2 separate regions of the Canis lupus genome follow, and region 1 is linked to region 2. The links are chromatin contacts, called in public Hi-C maps. All regions are on one chromosome and are shown on one strand. The core of a region is the stretch at or near the end of the contact, and the rest is flanking DNA. Distances in the headings are between cores, read along the strand shown. Region 1 overlaps MACF1 (microtubule-actin cross-linking factor 1, isoforms 1/2/3/5). Region 2 overlaps MACF1 (microtubule-actin cross-linking factor 1, isoforms 1/2/3/5).

Region 1 (4,359 bases), core at 1,514-4,013, 76 kb after region 2:
CCCTGGGCCAAAGGCAGGCGCCAAACCGCTGCGCCACCCAGGGATCCCTGTTGCTTCTTTTTTAAACGTTCAATGACGCCCCAGCTGCCCGTGGAACAAAGCCGTAAGTTGGACTCTGGGTCCTCTACAGGATCATCTGCTCCCAAAAAACTCTGGCCCTTTAGCCATATCCAACTACTCACATTCTGTTCCTCAAACCCCTCCATTCACTTTTACCTTCAAACCTTTGCATGCGGTATTTATTTCTGTCTTCTCTCTTCCTCATCCACCTCCACCTGACTAAAATTCCATTCATCCCAAAGGTCCACTCAAGGGTCACCTCCTTTGTCAAATCTCCTAATGAACCACAAATGGAAATACTCATCCTTCCTCTTGCTTCCACAGCATTCCTTCATACATATCTCTTTATACATACCTTTATACATAACCTCTGTTCTAGCACGTACCATATCATAATTACTTGTTCGGGTATGCCTTTTCCTTTGCTAGATGTGAATAACCAAGGGCAGGAACCAGATCTCATTCATTATTCTGGCATCTCCAGTGCCTAACACTGTGTTACTTGTAATAGCTATTTAATAATTGTTTGTTGGAGGATTAAAAGAATAAAAACGTGGTCTGGCTCTACTGGTTGCTATTCACTCTGAAATATTAGGATAGAAAGTTATTATCTAATACCTCCTGTTTGCTGGAAAGTCAGGCTCTGAAAAAGCCTTTGGGATATTTAGGAAATGAGAGAGTGTTTATGTCCATGCTGAATCATCTAATCCTGCCAAAACCATGCTCACTACCAACACACAGGGAAATGGTTGCCAGGCACAATTATGGAAAATCCATGCCTGACAACCATTCCTAATACAGCTGCAATACATACTGTTCTACACCCTTCACAATGCAAATGCATCACTTCCCTTCTAGCCTCTGCCCCTTTCCAGGGACAGCTGATTCAGCTGAAAACTTTAGCTCTCCTTCTGAATACAAAAATCCTGTTTCATTTGTAGAACGAGGTGACTACAAATCAACAGCAGCGGAGAGAGAAAGATCCAAGTAATCTGGTGGCCTACCAATGAGACCTAGCTAGCATCTGAACATCATCAATATCTATTTCCCCAAGTCTCTCCAAAACTAATTCCTGTCTTTGTTCTCACAAACTACACCCCTGGTCTCTCTCTTGATCCCAGCTTAGGCAAAAAGTTCTCCTATAAAGGCAGTCAGAGGATTTCTAAGTCTGGAAAAATGCAAGAATTCCATACAGCGAAGTAACAAAGGCCTGGATGCTAATCTACCCTGACTTCCGTAAGACTGATGCAGTGGAGGAAAGAGAAATTCTTCTGCACCTATCCTAGAGCAGCCTGCACAGCAACTCAAGAACAGCTCAACCTGATTTATTCTGGCCAACCATTTTCCACTCATTCCTCCCCTCAAGAAAGAGATCTGTGCCTGGAAAGGATCAAATTCCTATACACCTGATCAAAGTCTTTCAGAGGAAACCAAACTAAGTGAGCCAGCGAGAGAGGGGCTGAGCACAGGAGGCCTCCCCTGGAACCAGCCCTACTCCCCATCCCCCCTTCTTTCCGCGTTTCATTTGCTAGGAGTCCAACTTCCTTTCAGCTGGAGGCCACCAGCAACACGATCCAGTGAGGCGCTGAGATTTCTTCACCTAACTTGTGTTATAATTCTGCTAGTTTTTGAAGCTGTCACAGCCCAAGACAGGCCCAGAGTACGACCCTCCCTCTAAAGAGTGCAGAGTTGCTCAGAAGCCCGCAAGGGGCCTTGAGGGAACCAACCACTCCTTTAGCAGCAGGTTTTCAAAGAAGTTCACAGCAGCACAGTCCAACCTCTTTGTGCTCTGAAACGAACCACATTTCTTAAAAGAAAGACCGCGGCGGGGGAGGGGGGGGTGTGACAAGAACACTTGCTGCGGGCAGGGAAACCTGGACGGCTTACAGGAGCTGGTGCAGAAGGGAACAAGCGGACCTCCTCAGCAGGTCCCCTTTTAACCTTTCATCTCTCTCTCCCCCTTTTCTGCGGCATTCCCGGGCAGCGCTCTAGTGCCACAAGAGAAGAAAAAGAGGGAGCGTTTTACAGCTCCTGCATTAGTTTCCCTTCACTGGGTCGTAAACAAGCACGCAGGGCTCGGTCGGAAGGGCCGAAGTTTCGCCTCCCGAGGAAGAGCAGCTGGAGGCCCAGTCACAGGGCTGCCCGTGGAGTCGCCGGGGGACGTCGCCCGGTCCGGACGGCACGACTGCCACACAAAGCAAAAGCCCGGCGCTGGACGTTCGAGACCAGAGCGGGGTGGGGGGCGGGGGGCGGGGGGCGCCCCCAGCGCGCGCGCAGGGCACGTCGGGCGCCGGGGACACGCGGGGGCGCCGCAGGCCGCAGCCCCTCCGCCTGTCAAAACTTTCTCGCGGACGCGCGGGGCTGCAACCCCCGCGAGCCTCCCCGCCCCCCCGCCTCACCGGCGCGAAGCCAGCAGGCCTCTCCCGCAGAGGCGCCCGCTCACCGGACCCCGGGCGCCCCGCGACGGCGCGGAGACCCGGGGAGACAAAGGGGGGCGAGGGGAGCCGGGCGCCCGGGGCGGACGGGGAGGCTCCAGGCGCGCGGCGACTCCTCCTCCTCCTCCTCCTCCTCCCGGCAGCTCCCCGCCGCGCCGGGGCTCCCGCGGCAGCGCCGGGCTCGCGCCCCTCACATAATGGGGCGGCCGGTGTGGCCAGCGCCGGGGAGAGCGCCGTCTCCGCGGGCTTATCTCCACTCCGCAAACAAGGCGGCCCGCGCCAGAGCAGGTCCGGGGCGGGGGCGAGCCCGAGCCCGAGCCCGAGCCCGAGCCCGGCCGCCCCCGCCCCCGCCCCCGCCCCCGCCCCGCGAGCCCCGGCCCCGCCGCACCTTTGTAGCGCTCCAGCACATCCTCGTACGCCTGCACGAACTCCTTCTCCTGGCTGCGGTTGGCCGGCTGCTGACCCGGCACGTACCCGGCCATGGCCGCCCGCGCCGCGCTCTCCGCGGGCCTCGGCGGGCGCCGGCTGCGGGCCCGCGCGCTGAGGCTGAGGCTGAGGCGGCGGCTGAGGCGGCGGCTGAGGCGGCCCCAGCGTCGGCCCTTTGTGCGGCTCGGCGGCGGCGGCCCTGCTGTCGGCTGTCGGCGGTCCGCCCGCCTCGCCCTCGCCCTCGCCCGGCCTGGCAGTGGCGCTCCGCTCCTCAGCCCGCCGCACCCGGCCGCTCGCGCTCCGCCGGTCCCGGCTCGCGTTTCCGCCTCCCCACCCCTCGCTCCGCTCCTCCCTCGGCCCGCCCCGGCGGCGGCGGCGGCGGCGGCGGCGGCGGCGGCTCCTCCTGTCAGGAGCGCAGGGCCCGGCCCGCTCCCGCCCCTCTCCCGCCGCCCGGGCGGCCCACGCGGGTCCCGGCGGGCTGCGGGCGGCGGGGGGCGGCGGGCGGGGCGGGGCGGGCCGCGGGGCGGGGGGGGGGACCCCGCGGCGCTGACCTGCACCCGCCCCCGGGACAAAGGAGGGAGCCCCCCCCCCCCCCGCCGCTGGAGGACCGAGCGGGCCTGCGCCGCCGCGGGAGGAGGCCCAGAGCCCCGCCGGGCAAGGGCGGCAGCCGACGGCCCTGAGAGCGCCGGGCGAGACCCGGGGCGAGACCCCGGGCGGCCGCGGACGGCGGGGGGGCCACACGGCAGCCCCCGAGACAAAGGCTCTTCCAGAAACGGAAGACACTGAACTTGAGACGGGAGGGCACGCCGAGCACCGCGAAGTAAACCAGGCCAAGGATGAGGAGCCGGAGGCCGAGCGACGACGGGGGGGAGGGGCGGAAACGGGATCCCGGGCGCCGCGGGGGAGGGGAGGGGAGGGGAGGGGAGGCCGCAGACGGGGGGCGTCGGGGGGCGCGGGCAGACCCCGCGGGGTCGTGGCGCCGGGACAGCCCTCCCGACGGACACACTTCGGTCGGCGAGGGGGACCGTGGGGACCTGTTAGGACCTGGAACAAAGGAAAAGATCCTGGAGCCCGAACGAGTCAGGGAGGAATAAAAGGAAGCCCAGGACTGTCTGTCAGGGCATAGGAAAGTGAGGGGAGGAAACGGGGAATATGGGTGGGGATTTACTTGGGACCGTGGAGAGAAGGGAGTTCCCAGGATCATCTGACCCTCCATTCACTCATCCCTGTGTCCCTTCACGGTGCACAGACCCGCACTGGGGCCCCGGGCTGGGAAGGGACAGCTCAGGTAAATGCGGGTGATCTTTTTGCCGCCCCCCCCCCTTTTCCCTCACCCGGTCACGATCCTCCAGAGGCCTCATCAAGTCTGTTCACTTGATTTTTTTTCAGTGGATGTGGTTTAAAAAAGTTAAGCTGGCTGATCTCACAATAGCAGCGT
Region 2 (4,236 bases), core at 764-3,263:
TAAAAATAATTTTATAGAAAGTTGAGCTGGATTATGGAAGGCCTTAAATGACAAAATGAGTTTGGATTTTATTCTATAGGGGACAATGAGCCCTAAAAGTCCTCCTCTCCCACTTAAAAAATAAATAAATAAAAAAGATGTTTGGAATCCCAGCCCCCACATAGATTCCCTTCCTATGTTTAACTAGAATAAATATTCTAGTTAACTGGTATGTTAGAATACTTCTCCCTTATCACTGTTCAACCTTATGATTAAAGGTCATAACCAAAGGTCATAACTTTAGCTCATAACCAAAGGGAGAGAAGATCTGTATACATCATGAGCAGGTACAGAAAACATGTCCAGGTCAAGACTGCTGCTTCTGCTCAGACTCCTCCAACTCAGAGTCAGGCTCTCTGAAACAGGCTCATCACAGATTACTCTCAGGGAGCTCCCAAATCGAACCCATGCTAGAGAAATTTTCCCTTGGGTCCTCTGGCACTTCAGGCTAAAGGTCTCTTCTAATGATTTGTCATTTCATGGAGAGTTATAGGGAGGAGGAATATTGTCATGTAGGGTCCAGGGAAGCCCAGTACCCTTCCCTAAAAAATGTGGTATGATTCAGCCCCTTCTGATTCATGTCCTTCTCACCGGAAGATCAGCTTTAGTCCACAATAGACGTGGTAGTAATTATCCAAAAACAGCCCATTGTCAGCACCAAATAGTAAGCTTTCCTCCCTCTCTTCCAATTCTGAGGTTTTTTTGTATTTGGGTTTGGTTTTTTTTTTTTTTTTGGGGGGGGGGGGGGGGGCTTTTTTTTCTTGTTTATGATATATCTTAAAGAGAGGCAATATCTTCTGTCCAAGAAGTCCTCCAAGCCACTTTCAGATAAATGATTCATAAAGCACAAAAACAGCAATTGATATTGCTAAGCCATTTCTCCCCAGATACTTCTTGGGAGACCTGAATCCTGACACAGAATACAAGCAATAAATATCCTTTTAACTTTTGGAAAACTAATTTAGCCTCCAAATTCATAATCATACAGACTCTGGAAAGTGTTAAAGAATAATAGTGACCAGCACTCTCTTCCAATCTTAATATAAATGGAAGCCTGGGGGTGCCTGGTTCACTCAGCAGGGGTTGCAAGGGTATGTGAAACATATGACTCTTGATCTTGGGGGTCATGAGTTCAAGCCCCATGTTGGGTGGAGAGATTACTAAAAATAAATTAGTTAATTAATAAAATAAAACAAATAGAAGCCTGAATACCTAACCAACTTTAGTGATTTGAAATATGAAGGGATACCAAAACTTACTATCCTTTTTCCTGACTGTAAGGTTTCCCCATTTATCAGCTTCATCCATACACACCACAGAGGGCCTCTAATTCAAAGGGGGGGAAAAAGAAATTTATCTGAGGTTAGAGCAAAGATCCAGCTCTTGCCAAACACTGAAAGGAACTGAAAAAAACAAAACAAAACAAAAACACTGGAAGGAACCAGAGTACTTTTGGCAATAAAGTAAAGTCCCTGAGATTTGACCTTCTGATATCTAGGCAAGTTCCTGTATCTAATATATCAAGGGAAATGCCACACTTCCAGCTGCCATGAGCATGTGCGGTTCAATTCCAAGACATAGACCCTGCCAGCCATAGAGTTAATGTACAGGGTGCAGGAACACAGCACACTGCGTGTCATGAGATGTCTCATCCAGATATGAACACAGTACACCCAAGACAGGCAGAGACTTGACCACATGCTCTAAAGGCACATGAACAGCACTGCCCACACCAAAGCTCATGAGAAAGGAACTACAAAACAGGTGATGTTTTTTGTGATCTCTGCCAGTCCATCGTTCTGACTGCCCAGGCAACCGTTCTATTCAACCCCTCCCTCCAGCCTCAATCAAGGTTCCTGTCTCCACCTGCGCCTCTGACATCATCCTGTCATTATATTTTCTTTGAAATGCCTTTGATGAAAAATGAGTCATCTCTTCCTGCCGACACAGGCCTAAGCCTCTTCCTGGCAAGTTATTCCTTTTTGTCCGTCCTCTGAGGGCAGGGCGCCCCCCAGTGGCTTCTCCAGCTGCTGTCTCTGCACCTCCAAGGAAAGCCTGTTCACAGACCAAGATCAAAAGCCTGGAGGAAAAATCTAAGAAATGAAAGTGAGGTTCTTGGTGGAGCTGGAAAGAGGCCTGCGATCCAAAACGTAAACTATCTATGTGGTGTGTGTGGATGAAGTTGGGAAGATAAATAAGAACTCGGGAAGGACAGAGTCACACTTAAAACTCGAAACGCCTTCAACTCAACCTCAGGGCATTCCCCTTAAAAGGTTTCGTTCCTCAAACAGTGTGCCTGTCGTCAACTTTTCTCCTGCACGAAGTGATCGCAAACCTTAATTTCTCATCTTGAGGCTTTGAGGGCAATGGTAACCTGCCCAGTGCTCAAGACAGTGATGCTCTAACTTTAAGATTCACAGTGGCAAGAAGGGGACGAGCACAAATCAACAAAATGCTATTCACACATACAAAATCACCCTCAATTTTTTATAACAGTTTTATTGAATTTAGTTCACACACCATACAATTCACCCTTTTCAAGTGAACAATCCAATAGATGTTAATATATTCACCATCACCACTATGTAATTTTAAAACATTTCATTACCCGCCCCCAAAGAAACCCTATATCCATTATCAGTCATGTCCCATTCCACCCTCTCCTAGCTCCAGCAACCACTAATCTACTTATTGTCTCTGTGGACTTGCCTATTGTGTACAATGGAATCATACCATATGTGGTCTTTTTTAACAGCCTTCTTTCACTTAGCATGTTTTTTAATCCGATCCATCTTAGCATCAATTAGTACTTCATTCCTTTCAACTGCTGAATAATATTCCATTGTATGGATATGACACATTTTGTTTATCCACTCATCAGTTGACAGATATTTGGGTTGTCTCCACTTCTGAGCTATTATGGATAATGCTGCTATGAGCAATTGTGTACAAGTTTTATGTGGACATACATATTTGTTTCTCTTAGATATATGCTTAGTGGAATTGCTGGGTCTCCTTAACTTTTTAAGGAACCACTAAGTTATTTTCTGAAGCAGCTGCACCATTTTACATTCCCAACAGCAAGGCATGATGGTCCCAATTTCTCCACATCCTCACCATATCTTTCCTATTACAGTAGCCATTCTAGTAGGTATGAAAAGGTATTCTCATAATGATTTTGATTTGCATTTCCTTAATGACTAATGATGTTGAGCATCTCTTCATGTGCTTATTAGTCATTTGTGTATCTTCTCTGGAAAAATGCCTATTCAAATCTTTTGCCCATTTTTGACTGAGTTGTCTTTTTACTATTATATTTAAAATATAAAGATTCATTGAAGTCTCTTATTAAATATATGACTTGTAAATATTTTCTCCCATTCTGTGGTGTGTTTCTTCACTTTTTAAATAGTGTCCTTTGAAGCACTAAAGTTTTTAATTTTGATCAAGTTCAATTTACCTATTTTTTCTTTTCTTTTGTTGCTTACGCTTTTGGTGTCATATTCAAGAAACCATTGCTTAATCCAAGGTCGCCAAAATTTATTCCTAAACATTCTAAGAGTTTTAGCTCTTACACACAGGTCTGTGAGTCATTTTGAACTTTTGCATATAGTGTCAGGTAGGAGTCTAACTTCATTCTTTTGCATCTGGATATCTGGTTGTTCCCCAGTATAATTTGTTGAAAAGATCATCCCTTCTACATCGAATTGTCTTGGTATCTTTGTCAAAAATTATTTGATCAGGGACGCCTGGGTGGCTCAGTGGTTGAGCGTCTGCCTTTGGCTCAGGGTGTGCTCCTGAGGTCCTGAGATCGAGTCCCACATCGGGCTCCCCGTGGGGAGCCTGCTTCTCCCTCTCTATATCTCTATATCTCCGCCTCTCTCTGTCTCTCACGAATAAATAAATAAAATCTTTTAAAAAATCATTTGATCATAAATGCAGGGGTTTAATTTTGGACTTTCAATTCTATTCCATCAATCTACATATCTATTCTTTTTTTTTTTTTTTTAAGATTTTATTTACTTATTAGAGACACAGAGAGAGAGGCAGAGACACAGGCAGAGGGAGAAGCAGACTCCATGCAGGGAGCCCGATGCGGGACTCGATCCCAAATCTCCAGGATCAGGCCCTAAACCACTGAGCCACCAGGGCTGCCCTACATATCTATTCTTATGCTAGAACCACACTGTCTTGATT

What was found. Hi-C and Micro-C count contacts between places; a contact is called where the count stands out from the background.
Region 1: a contact with region 2 is called in a Hi-C map of blood, with 3 times the contacts expected there. The contact joins two enhancer-like sites. A contact is called at or near these places in 6 of 9 Hi-C or Micro-C datasets (amygdala, blood, liver and 2 more).

Annotation. Positions count from the first base shown.
Region 1 is chr15:3,758,663-3,763,021 of UU_Cfam_GSD_1.0, forward strand. All of the region lies in intron 1 of MACF1 (microtubule-actin cross-linking factor 1, isoforms 1/2/3/5), which reads right to left. Among named protein-coding and RNA genes, the nearest start is that of MACF1, 16 kb to the right of the region's middle. Within about 2 kb of position 2,764, at least 14 of the 20 cell types and tissues checked have an H3K27ac peak or open chromatin away from gene starts, as enhancers often do. A contact at or near this core is called in blood, where this site is marked.
Region 2 is chr15:3,683,233-3,687,468 of UU_Cfam_GSD_1.0, forward strand. The region is part of intron 1 of MACF1 (microtubule-actin cross-linking factor 1, isoforms 1/2/3/5); the gene reads right to left. Among named protein-coding and RNA genes, the nearest start is that of MACF1, 91 kb to the right of the region's middle. Within about 2 kb of position 2,014, at least 10 of the 20 cell types and tissues checked have an H3K27ac peak or open chromatin away from gene starts, as enhancers often do. A contact at or near this core is called in blood, where this site is marked.